Regions from separate parts of the Sus scrofa genome. Here regions 1 and 2 are each linked to region 3. The links are chromatin contacts, called in public Hi-C maps. All regions are on one chromosome and are shown on one strand. Each heading gives the region's core, a stretch centred on a gene start, on an enhancer-like site or on the middle of the called end of the contact. The rest is flanking DNA. Distances are from core to core; before and after follow the strand shown.

The links. Hi-C and Micro-C count contacts between places; a contact is called where the count stands out from the background.
Region 1: a contact with region 3 is called in a Hi-C map of liver, with 6 times the contacts expected there. The contact joins the promoter of METTL22 here to the promoter of TMEM186 in region 3. A contact is called at or near these places in 1 of 5 promoter capture datasets (liver), 3 of 47 Hi-C or Micro-C datasets (heart right ventricle and liver) and 1 of 2 datasets of contacts at active chromatin or transcription factors (alveolar macrophages).
Region 2: a contact with region 3 is called in a Hi-C map of liver, with 1.9 times the contacts expected there. The contact joins the enhancer-like site here to the promoter of TMEM186 in region 3. A contact is called at or near these places in 1 of 5 promoter capture datasets (fetal liver), 6 of 47 Hi-C or Micro-C datasets (alveolar macrophages, embryonic fibroblasts, heart right ventricle and 3 more) and 1 of 2 datasets of contacts at active chromatin or transcription factors (alveolar macrophages).

Annotation. Positions count from the first base shown.
Region 1 is chr3:34,053,431-34,057,066 of Sscrofa11.1, forward strand. METTL22 (methyltransferase-like protein 22) reads right to left here and starts at 2,044. Exons shown (of 11, transcript XM_003124617.6): 1 at 1,943-2,044.
Region 2 is chr3:33,712,077-33,715,768 of Sscrofa11.1, forward strand. No RefSeq gene overlaps it. Among named protein-coding and RNA genes, the nearest start is that of USP7, 40 kb to the right of the region's middle. Within about 2 kb of position 2,330, at least 30 of the 83 cell types and tissues checked have an H3K27ac peak or open chromatin away from gene starts, as enhancers often do. A contact at or near this core is called in alveolar macrophages, fetal liver and liver, where this site is marked.
Region 3 is chr3:33,890,789-33,894,481 of Sscrofa11.1, forward strand. TMEM186 (transmembrane protein 186) reads left to right here and starts at 1,727. Exons shown (of 2, transcript XM_003124605.4): 1 at 1,727-1,861; 2 at 2,881-3,693. The coding sequence starts at 1,859. The coding sequence ends at 3,516. It overlaps PMM2 (phosphomannomutase 2), which reads right to left and starts at 1,684. Exons shown (of 8, transcript XM_021086654.1): 1 at 1,529-1,684. The coding sequence starts at 1,594.

The DNA.
Region 1 (3,636 bases), core at 794-3,293, 160 kb after region 3:
CAACCAATTGCTGGAAAGGCAGATTTGGCTGTTCCAGAATTGAAAGATGTCCTGGGAGAAAATATTGCAACTGTGCACCCAGGGTTCTTATGTATAGATGTTGACTAAAAAAAATTCAATGTGAAAGTTGAGAGTTAATTTTATTTGGGGTGACATTAGGACTTAAGCCCAGGAGATGGCATCATCAGGTAGCCCCAAGAAACCGCTCCGAGGAGGCAAGAGGGGAAGCTAGGATACAGGAGTTTTTGCAACAAAGGGGAGGCAGGAGGAACAAAAGATTGACAGAAAGCCGTTTCTCTGGGAAGACGGAAAGGTCTGGGTCTGGGCTTACCAGAAGGGCTCCTTCGATAAGCTTCCCTGAGTTCCCTCAGGGCTCACTGGCCCACCCTTGGGAGTGGCTGTTCTCTCAGATGACTGTGACATCTTTTGTTCTGCCCACTAACTACAACCCAGGAGGCAGTATTTCAGATAGCCCTGGAATCCTGCCCCAAAGAGGAAAGGTGGACTATGGAGATGAAGTCATAAAGGTGTGTGTGTGGGCGGGGAGCCTGCAGCCAAGCACACATCTTACACAAGTTTGCTGCTGGTCTCGTGAAGGTTACGACTAATCACAAGGAGCAGATCTCATCACTGTGTTTTTCTGGATATGAGGAAATGCAAGAATTAGGCTCATAAAATTTTCTCCTAAAAATATCTATCTGAAGTCTTATTCTTTTGGTTTTCCCAGAGCGCTGACTGAGTGCCTCCCTCCTTGGTCTCCACCCTGAGCTCCAACTCAGGGGCTGCTGCGGATTGACAGCTGCAGTGGCTTATGTTTTACTCCAAGCAGAGGCTGATGGCAAGTGCCAAACTTCAGCTCACATAGACAAATAAAATAAACTCATATTATTTTCTAGCTGAAATTTCTATTTTAAAATTTAACTTGCCCAAGCTTCCAAGGATACACACTCTACCATTGAGTACTTGGTTTAATGGAGTCGTTTTAAGGGGGCTTTTCCTAGAACCAGATCTCCGGGAATAGAGAGGCACCTTGTACTGGTTTCCAGGTCTGTGTGAGAATTAAACGAGTGATGACTTTCAGGGATCAGGACGCAGTAAATGCTCAGCAAATAACAACAGCAAATCATAGCACTGATAAGAATAACTATTAAAGGGTGTGCTGAAGATGGAAAAAAGGTTAATAGTTTCTCTATTTAGGAATAGCTAACTCAGTCTCTGTCGGGGAATGCTGGGCCTGCACGGGCTTCAGTCCCCTCGCCTCACTGGAGAGGAAGGAAAGGACATCCCGACTGCAGACGGGATCCCCGCCCCCTCCTCTGAGCTGCAGGTTCACCCCACGGCAGTTAAATGCCCTTAGCTCTTCTAAGGAGCCAGATGCGGATACTGCCATCGGTCATCCTCCTTAAGAGATCTCCAGTTAGGGCTGTCCCCTCAAAGCGGTTTTGCTGGGATCTAGGGATTGAAATACTTCTCTGTCTTCCTAGACTTTCTCTTTGGGGGTGTCACAAGCTCATCCACAACCAGGACTGGGTGCGGAGTCTGGAATTCAGGCCCGGGTATGTGGACAAAGACACAGCACTGGCCACGGCGTGGAGAGCTGGAGACGGGCTCCAGGGCCCTCCTCCCCTGGGGCTCTTCCTTCTGTCTTGCAACCTCCCTGAACTCCACTCTAGCGGGTTAAGCATGGGTCTCTCAAACTGCAGTCGCGGCCCGGGCACCACCCTCCCTCCCTAATCCGAAACCCAGAGGGGCTGTTTGGACTGGGGACTGAAACCCAGGTGACAGCAGGGACTTCTTCCAACACCCTTGCCGAAAAGGGGAAACTGAGGCTAAGTGGGAACTTAGGATTCAGGTCGATGGGAGCTTGCACCTGAGAGCCAGGCTCAGAGCCAGGAGGCCCCTCGGACCCCACTCCGTGCCGCCGCCTCTCCCCGGGGCTTACCTGCGGCTGGCCGCAGCCTGAAGTTCCACCCGATCCACTCACCACTGTGCCCAGGCAGCCGCCATGAGGGGCGGCCTGCGCAGGCGCGGCCCCACCCCCTAAGCGTGCGTCTCTCGAATCACCCTGTGGCCACGCCTACCTGCCAGGCCGCACATGCGTGCTAGCGTCGCCGGCAGACAGGCGCAGCCCTGTGGAGGCGCCTGCCTAGGTTTGCTCTCACTTGTCCGGCTTTGCCTGCGCGGTTAACCAGCGTGCTAGCTATATATTAATTGTTATCCTTGCTTTTAGTACTCATTAAAAATAGCTGGTACTCATTTCATTCACTCCCGCACTCAGCAAGTCGCCAAAACCAGGCGAATCAAAAATCTCAGTGTTAATTGGCGTCTAACGGGAAATGAAATCTCATGCAATTGTTGCACTTTGGGTAAACTTCTAAGCACAGAGGACCACAGATGTAAAATGTGCACGCACTTACATGCGCATCTGAGGGTCCACATCAGATTCATGGGGCGTTATTAGAGTGACCAAGCAACAGAAGTAAGTGTTTTTAAAGGAAATGGGTTATTTCCTAAACTCCCCAGGACAGTATATGGAGAGCTAGCTAGGTATCTTAGGATCCCGTGAAGTCTTGGTTGGGTTGTTCCCAGGGGACGTTGGTGTGCTAGGGGGGCGCTGAAGAAGGTAGTGTAGACACCTCTGGGTTTTTGTTTTTGTTTTTGTTTTTTTGTCTAAAAACTTGTGAGAATAAAGCAGGCAGAGCTATCTTTTAAAAACAAAAGTCAGGGAGTACCCGTCGTGGCTCAGCGGAAACGAATCTGACTAGCATCCATGAGGACGCAGGTTCGATCCTTGGCCTTGCTCAGTGGGTTAAGGATCTGGCATTGCTGTGAGCTGTGGTGTAGGTCACAGATTCGGCTTGGATCCTGCGTTGCTGTGGCTGTGGCATAGGCTGGCAACTACAGCTTGGATTCAGCCCCTAGCCTGGGAACCTCCATATGCTGCCAGTGTGGCCCTAAAAGATAAAAAAATAAAAAAATAAAAATAAAAACAAAAGTTAGATCACATCCCTCCTCTGTTCAAACCCTTGGAGGCACCCCACCTTGGACAGAAAGAGAAGCCAGGATTCTTACAGTCGCTCCCCCCTCCCCATCTCCAACCACCCCAATCAATCATGGTCCTTTCAAGTGCTTTGTACTGACTAGCCTATTCACCAGGGAAGCATCTCCCCAGGACACCCACCTGCTTTGGGCCTGTGCCCAAGCCTCCTTTTCTCAGTGAGCTCTTCCACGAACATCCTATTTAAAATAACCACCTCTCCCCACCCAGGCACTACCTGGCACACAGGAGCTGCTCAAAAAGTTCGATTTGTCCAATGAACTGCACAGGGTGTTCAGAGAGGGTGGGCAAATACAGACTCAATGTCACCGGCCGTCTCTCGGCTGCTCTAATTCATTAGGGAGTCGGACAGATAGCTGCTGGGGGTCTGGGCAGCTCCTCCCTGTGATGTTGAGGTAATTCACGTCATCACAGGCTTCCTATCATCATCAGGGTCAAGTTCAAACTCTCCCTCTGGATCCTGTCAACCTTTCCTCCCTGAAGTGAAGCCCCTATCTGTTCTCCTTTCCTTTCTTAGTTGTATAATATATTTGCTGGGCCCAGGCCTCCCTCACATGAAAAACTATTTCCCAGCCTCC
Region 2 (3,692 bases), core at 1,080-3,579, 180 kb before region 3:
AAAATCATGCCCATTCTTTTTCACCTCCCTGCTATGCCCCAAGGTTTGGGAGCTCTAATACCTAAAGGAACTAGGCTGATTTTGCCAATAAGTGAAGCAACCTAAGATGTTAGAATGTGGCGGGGTCTATGGCAACAAGTTTCTAGGCTCAGCCAACTGAAGTCAGTACAGAAATGCATGTTTTCTGTTTAGTATAGTGGGTAGGAGCATTTACATTTGGAACTTTGTTATGTGACCTTGGACAAGTTGCTTAAGCCCCTGTGCCTCAGTTTCCTCATCTGTTAAATGGGGACAGTGGTAACTTATTACAAGAATGAATGCCGGTGAATTACTTTGAACAGTACCGGGCATATAATAGTACACATTCGACGAGTATTAACTACCATTATTATTGCTGTTGTTGTCTTTACTTGCATTACAGAAAAGGGGCCAACTGGGCATGGGGGCACCAGCTAATCCTCACACCGGTGTGATTAAAGGCATGGGAAGTGAGACAGACCCACACCTGCCACTTACTAGCTGAGCGACTCATTTGCATTACATAACATCTCTGAATTCAGTCCTCTCAAATGTAAAATGAAGGTAAACATCTACATGCATCACAGAGATCTTTGAGCTGTAAGGAATGGAAATTTATGTCAACCATAAGGAAATATATCATCTTGAATAGCAAAAATGCCAGAGATAGAGTTCTCATCGTGGCGCAGCAGAAATAGATCCCACTAGGAACCATGAGGTTTCTGGTTCGATCCCTGGCCTCGCTCAGTGGGTTAAGGATCTGGCGTTGCCGTGAGCTGTGGTGTAGGTCTCAGACGAGGCTCAGATCTGGCTGTGGCTGTGGCATAGGCTAGCTGTTGTAGCTCTGATTAGACCCCTAGCCTGGGAACCTCCATATGCCTTGGGTGGGGCCCTAAAAAAGCAAAAAAAAAAAAAAAAGGAAAAAAAAGGAAAAAAAAGCCAGAAGCCCAGTGTGGCCTTCAGGAATGGTTAATCCAAAAGCTGAATCTGGTATCAAGGACCTAGAAACTCTCCATCTTTCTATCTGGGATTCAGCTTCAGGCTGTGGTTGAGTTTCTTTTGTGGTTATTTGATGTCTCTGGCTTCTCATGGTAATTGAAGTCGTTTGCCTTTTTGGTCACATCCAATGAGCACTAGAGAGGCACCTCTTGATCATGGGATAACTTCTTTCTTTCAGCCTAGTCAGTCAAATTTAGGTGTCATACCCACCCTTGGACTGAGAACCCATTCACTGGGGAATGCCTAAAGCTGATTGGCTTGGGCCTGGAAACCTGAGCCAATCACAGGCAATGAAATGGGATTATCAAGTTTAGACCAATCAGAGCCCAGTCCTGGGGCTGGGGATGGGATTGGCTGGCCTTCAGTCACTTGTGCTACATGCCTTTCCGGATTTCAAGAAAAGGCAGACTGGATGCCGAGTAGGCAATCAGCAGTGACCCCCCACACTGCCTCCCAGGGTTATGGAGAAGATTAAATAAGAAACTGTCTTTAAAGCACTTAACACAGTGCCTCACACCTATTATTAAGCTTATCTGTGTTGTTAGTGGGAGAAGAATTCAGAGCTTAGAACTGCTCTGAAGGAGAGAACAGAGAGTCCTGGCAGGATTTTTTTTTTTTTTTTGGTACGGTTAAAGGAGACAGTATAAATATTCTTAACCGTTTGCCAGCTGTCAGGTGCCTTGTAGACAAAAAGACTCTAATGCAGTCTTGAGGCAGTGCTTGAGTTTAATCTGGTATATCATCCTGGAAAAAAATAAGAGACGCAAACAAATGAAATGACTGATCCTAAGTGGATGTGAGGGTCCTGAAGCCTCGGTTTTTCAGCCCTTCCTAAGTGTAAAGTGAGTGTTTAAGGCATTGTTGTTACAAGTCATATGTCCCCCTTCGATGCATTACATCAGAGATTAGCAAACTGCAGCATTTGAAGCAAATCTGGCCTGCTGTTTGTTTCCTAACAATATTATAACTGTAATTAAACTTTTTTCCCTTAAGTGGGGGGCTCTCCAGAATAAAGTGGAGGCCCCACATATGTGACTTTTTCCTTTGAGTGCAAACCCAAACGTAGCTAGAAGGTAACTGATGAGTGAAAATCGCTGGGAATTTCAGGGGTGGGCAAGAGCTTTCACTTTCTCTTTCCTTTTCTCTCTCTGTGCTGTCAGTTGCTGCTTGGCCTTATTTTGCATAGATATTCTTGCCGGGTGGCAGAAACAATGACCTCGGGTGGCTTCAGACCTCCAGTTCAGCCCTTCCATTAGAAGGAGAATTTTTGCCTCCCAACGTCTGTCAATCCATTTTAGAGGAGGTTCTGATTGGCCCAACGTAGGTCACATGCCTCTGTCATGAGCCAATCCAGTGGCCAGGAGAATGGTCTACTCTGACCTGCCTGAGCCACAGGGAGAGAAGAAGGGGAGGGCAACCCAGGACCAGAGGAACTTCTCCCAGAGGAACTTGGAGAAAGAGAAGTGGGACCATATAATGGTTAACTGCACAGTGTGTTACACTGAGGAACTGCAACCATCCGCTCCATCCCTGTCATGTTATCACTGAGGGTACTGTGACCCGGAGAGGGGTTATTTCAGTTTACACAAGGTTACCCTGTTTGTACAGCAGATCAATCAGTATTAGGAAATCACGGACCTGGAGTTCCTGTCCTGGCTCAGTGGTTAACGAATCCGAGTAGGAACCATGAGGTTGTAGGTTCGACCCCTGGCCTCCCTCAGTGGGTTAAGGATCCAGCGTTGCCATGAGCTGTGGGTCACAGACAGGGCTCGGATCTCACATTGCTGTGGGGTAGGCCAGTGGCTACGGCTCCGATTCAGCCCCTAGCCTGGGTACCTCCATATGTCTCTGGTGCGTCCCTGGAAAAGCCAAAAAAAAAAAAAAAAAAAAAAAAAGAAAGATAGAGAGAGAGAGAAGGAAAGAAATCACGGACCTGATATAACATAATCCTACCCCACATGCCCGGCTGTGTTACGGGGTAAGGAGAAAGTACCACATGTATTGTGACGCTGCGTATGGACTCATCATCTTGGGCTTTGTGACCCAGAAAAAATGGGAAAGATGTGCAGTCAGACTGTCTAGCAGGACTCTTTTAGGGTTCATCAAAGGGATTTCTTTTAAAATACCTACAGAGGCTCCTCCTGGTGGAAGTTACTTTTGGTGCCACCAGAGCTGCTTTCCTAGAATAGCGACAGTTCAGGGGGGTGGAGGTGGGTATATTCTCATCCAGCAACTGCAAGGGAATCCAACGTCATTTCTCATCGTTACCTCCAGGGATTCCAGCACCACCACACCACTCCCCTTTGTAAGCTGTATATAATCGGAATCTCACCTCCCAATGGTGTTTGGCAAAAATGTCTCCCTGTCAACTGGGAGAATGACAGCTGTAACCAAATGCTTTCTCCATTGTCAGGATTCAGCTGGGGCAGGGATGCAGCCAGCTTCAGCAGAAAGGACGGTTTGCAACAAGGGAAGGGAGCGACTCATAGAGTCTGAAGGCCTCAGGAGGGTCCAGAAATGGAAAGCCATCAGCAACACAGACTGGATTGGCATTTCAAGAGTCTCTTGGCTCAGAGTTTCCCACTGTGGCAGTAACGGATCAGCAGCATCTCTGGAGCACTGGGACGTAGTTTTTGTTTTGTTTTGTTTTGTTTGTTTTTTTGTCTTTTTGCCTT
Region 3 (3,693 bases), core at 477-2,976:
GTTGTTATTCCATGCCTTATGCTTCTTTACTGTCCTGAACCACATGCGTAATAACCAGAACAGCCTCCAACCTTTTGGGCGGTGGAAGAAAATGGCCATCTTAGCAAACAACAACGCCCTGAGGCCCAGAGACTTGCACCAGATCTGCTGTGGGAAATCCAGATCACGTTTCACAGAGTCTCAGTTTCTTTATTTAAAATGAAATAACAACTATCCTACCTGGGATCAAAGAGGGAGAAAGGTCGACAGGGTCCAATGATATGTCAAAAGGCTTGGAAGTAAACCTAAGAGAGCACTCCGGCCAATGGGCCAATTAGAGCAGCAGTTTGTGTCCGTAATAAAGTTTTACTGGAACACAGCTGTGCTAGGTCCACATCTGGTCTATGGCTGCTTTTGGATTTAGGTTGAATAGTTACTACAGACCATATGGTCAGCAAACACGGAAGTATTTGCTATCTGGCCCTTTGCAAACAATGAACTGCTGACTTCGGCTCCAGGCCACTCTGAGTGTTTAACAACTTGCAAGTGTGCACTGATTACGGAGTCAAAAAGGGCCTGTGGAGAACTTACAACTGTGCATCATCAGTACATACAGAGCACCTGTGGCTCAGAAAAGTAAAATGATACATCTAAGGCCACACGCATTCAGTGAGGAATTCTGGAGCACACCAGTGCTACCACCCGACCCAAACGCAGCAGGGTAGAGAGAGACTGAGGCCATTTAGCGCCAGTCTCAAGTTCAAATGGCTGCTCTTCTAATGTGTGCAAAGGGTAGGTCAGGGTAAGCTTCATCACAACGGTTCATCTTGAGACCTATCCGTGCTCGTGGCAGCAAAATCTGGAAATGGAAAGCAAGTTTCCAGGAGTCCAAGAAGGTTCTCGGCAGGCAGCCTGTGGCAATCTAGGTTTCCTCTATCACCCCCTTCCACTGCAAGGCTAGAGCAGGGAGTGGCGGTGGCAGCGAATACTTACTGAGTATTATTGAGCACAGTCTACCGTATGTAAGATAACTTTCAAGAACTTAAATGATTTCATCCATTCATTCAAACATCACATGGAACAGGTAGACGCCCCATTTAAAGCCACAGATGCTGAGGCTCTGAGGTTAACTAACTTGCTCAAGTCACACAGCTGTCAAGCAGAGACTCTGCTAGGTCTGTTTGGCCTGGAAACCTATGTCTTTCATGTCAGGCTACAGGCGCAGACCACAGGTGATAGGTCTGAAGAGGGCACACAAGCTGGTAAACCCGGCTGATCCGGGATTCAAACCCAGGGGTGCTGATGAGAGTCCAGAACTGCGTTTTCCAATCAAAGTTCCTTGCTCTCAAGAGTTCCTAGCCTGTCCCTTCTCTCCGAGGACCCTGAAGTCTCGAAAAGCTGGTGAGAGCTTTCGTCTCATGACTCCAAGGAACCCAGAGTAAAGTTCAGCCCCTCCGTGGGAGGTAGGCGGTCCTTAGCCGCCCCAGGTCGCCTACCTGGACGGTCATTACACCCACCGGGGAGCCGTAGGGAGTTTTGCACCGCTTACCTGCCTGGGAGCGGTCAGAGTCCCGTCCACGTCGAAGAGGCAGAGCGCTGGGCCGGGAGCAGCCATGACCCCAGTTTCCACGTAAACCTTACACGACTTACTGGCACCTGGCACCCGGCCCGGAACTTCCGGGTCCGGCCCCCGTGCCGCAGGGCACGCCGGGAAGAGAATTCCCCTCCCGCAGTGCCCGAGACTAGCGTCGGCTTTGCTGGCTGGACTACAGATCCCAGAATGCAGCGCGCCCCCACGCTGTCCCATTAGGGCGGAGGACACGTTCTCGGAGATTCCCGGAACGCGAGGGACTCGCTTCCAGCTGCAGGCTGCGGGGCCATGGTAAGAAGGCAATTGGTGGCAAGAAAGGGAGGGGTCGTGCTTTGGGGGTCGGAGTCAGGCCCCGGGCAGGCCTGCGGACGCCTTAGGTTCTGATTCGGAGAATCCGGAGGAGGGACCTCCGACGTGGGTTCCCCGCCGTCCTATGCCCCCTAGGTCACGTGGGCCAACTAAAATTTAGCATTCACCGTGCATTACTGCATTTAAAGGCTTTAAAACTGTTACCTTCTTCAGTATGTTACGGATACCCACTTTGATAGAGAAACCAGGGCCCAGAGAGGTGGAGTAATTTGCCCAACGATCCACAGCCGGTGACTGTAGGAGCCAGGGTTGGAACCCAAAACTGGCTTCAAAGCTCAAAGCACCTTTCGGTGCAATATTCAAGGTGTAGAACTGTGCATCTAATAAAACCCTTGTGCTATGAGTTGACGCCTCCATCCCTTCCTCCTCCATTCTATCCCTTCCCTCAATCCAGGCCAAGAAAACAGCGTTTACGTTCTGCCCCCAAGATGACGCTTTTAACCTAACCGAGAATTCTACAGTTATTATGATGATTAGCTAGCGGATTTGTTCCCCACTGGGACACTGATTTAGTTTCCTGCTTGAGGAAGTGTTCACACAGGCCGTGGATCCGGTATCCAGCCAGAACCGGCCCTCCTTGGGTATGTGCTGAATGAATGAAGCCTGCGCCTACTTGAGCTGCCTGGAGGAAAGAGGTTGGGTTTGAAAGTTAGACTGCCCTACTCCCTGACTGTGTGTCTTTGGGTAAATTTCTCACCTTCTCTGGGCTTAGTTTCCTCAGTGGTAAAGTAGAAGCAGTGGTTCCTTTAGCACACAGCTTCCCTGACTATCACGTGAGGTAGAGGTAAAGCCTCTGATTTCAGCTTTCTTTCCATCTCTGGCAATCATGCTGACCTCACCAGGCTGGCAGGATCCTCTGTAGCAGATGTTTTGCATGTGGTCCTTGTGTGATTAGCTTGGCTGAGTTCCAGAGAGAAATGGTCTCCCTGTCTCCTTTCCAGGCTGCCCTGCTCCGAGCTGTGCTGTGGTCACCAAGGCAGGCTGCATGGGGAAGGCCTTTCCACAGGCTGTGGCGCTGCAGTGGGCAGGATCCTAGGAGGTGGGCGGGGAGCAGGCCTCTGCCATCCAAGAAGAACCCGCTGGGCACAGAGACTGAGAAATTTCAGATGGTGTACCGGTTTGATGCCATCAGGGTCTTCGGGTACCTCTCTCAGCTGAAGGTGGCACAGACAGCGTTGACAGTGGTGGCCCTGCCGCCTGGCATCTACTGGTACTCCCAGGGCCTCATGACCTTCAACTCCCTGTGCCTGGCAGGCGCAGTTGCCAGCTTCGCGCTGGCCATGTTGTGCTGGATGAGCCATTTCTTCCGGAGGCTGGTGGGCATCCTCTATGTGAATGAATCAGGCACGGTGCTGCGGGTGGCCCACCTGACCTTCTGGGGCCGGCGACAGGACACGTACTGCCCCGTGGCCGACGTGGTCCCCATGACAGAAAGCCACGATCGGCCTCAGGAGCTGTTTGTGCGGATCCGGCAGTACAGTGGGAAACAGACCTTCTATCTCACCCTACGCTACGGACGCATCCTGGACCGGGAGCGTTTCATGCAGGTGTTTGGGGCGCTGGACTCACTCAAGTGAAGGACTGGGAGCCAGGCCGCCTGGGTCTCCCGTAGGAAGGCTCAGGGAAGGGTGAGGCTGAAGTGGGGAAGTCAGGCAGCTGGAAACTGTCAGGACCCCAGGGACTTGTCTTCTGGAATTGAGAAATTCACAAGGTAGAAGCTAGCAACCAGGTTTAGGAAAGAGGCCCTGAGTGCA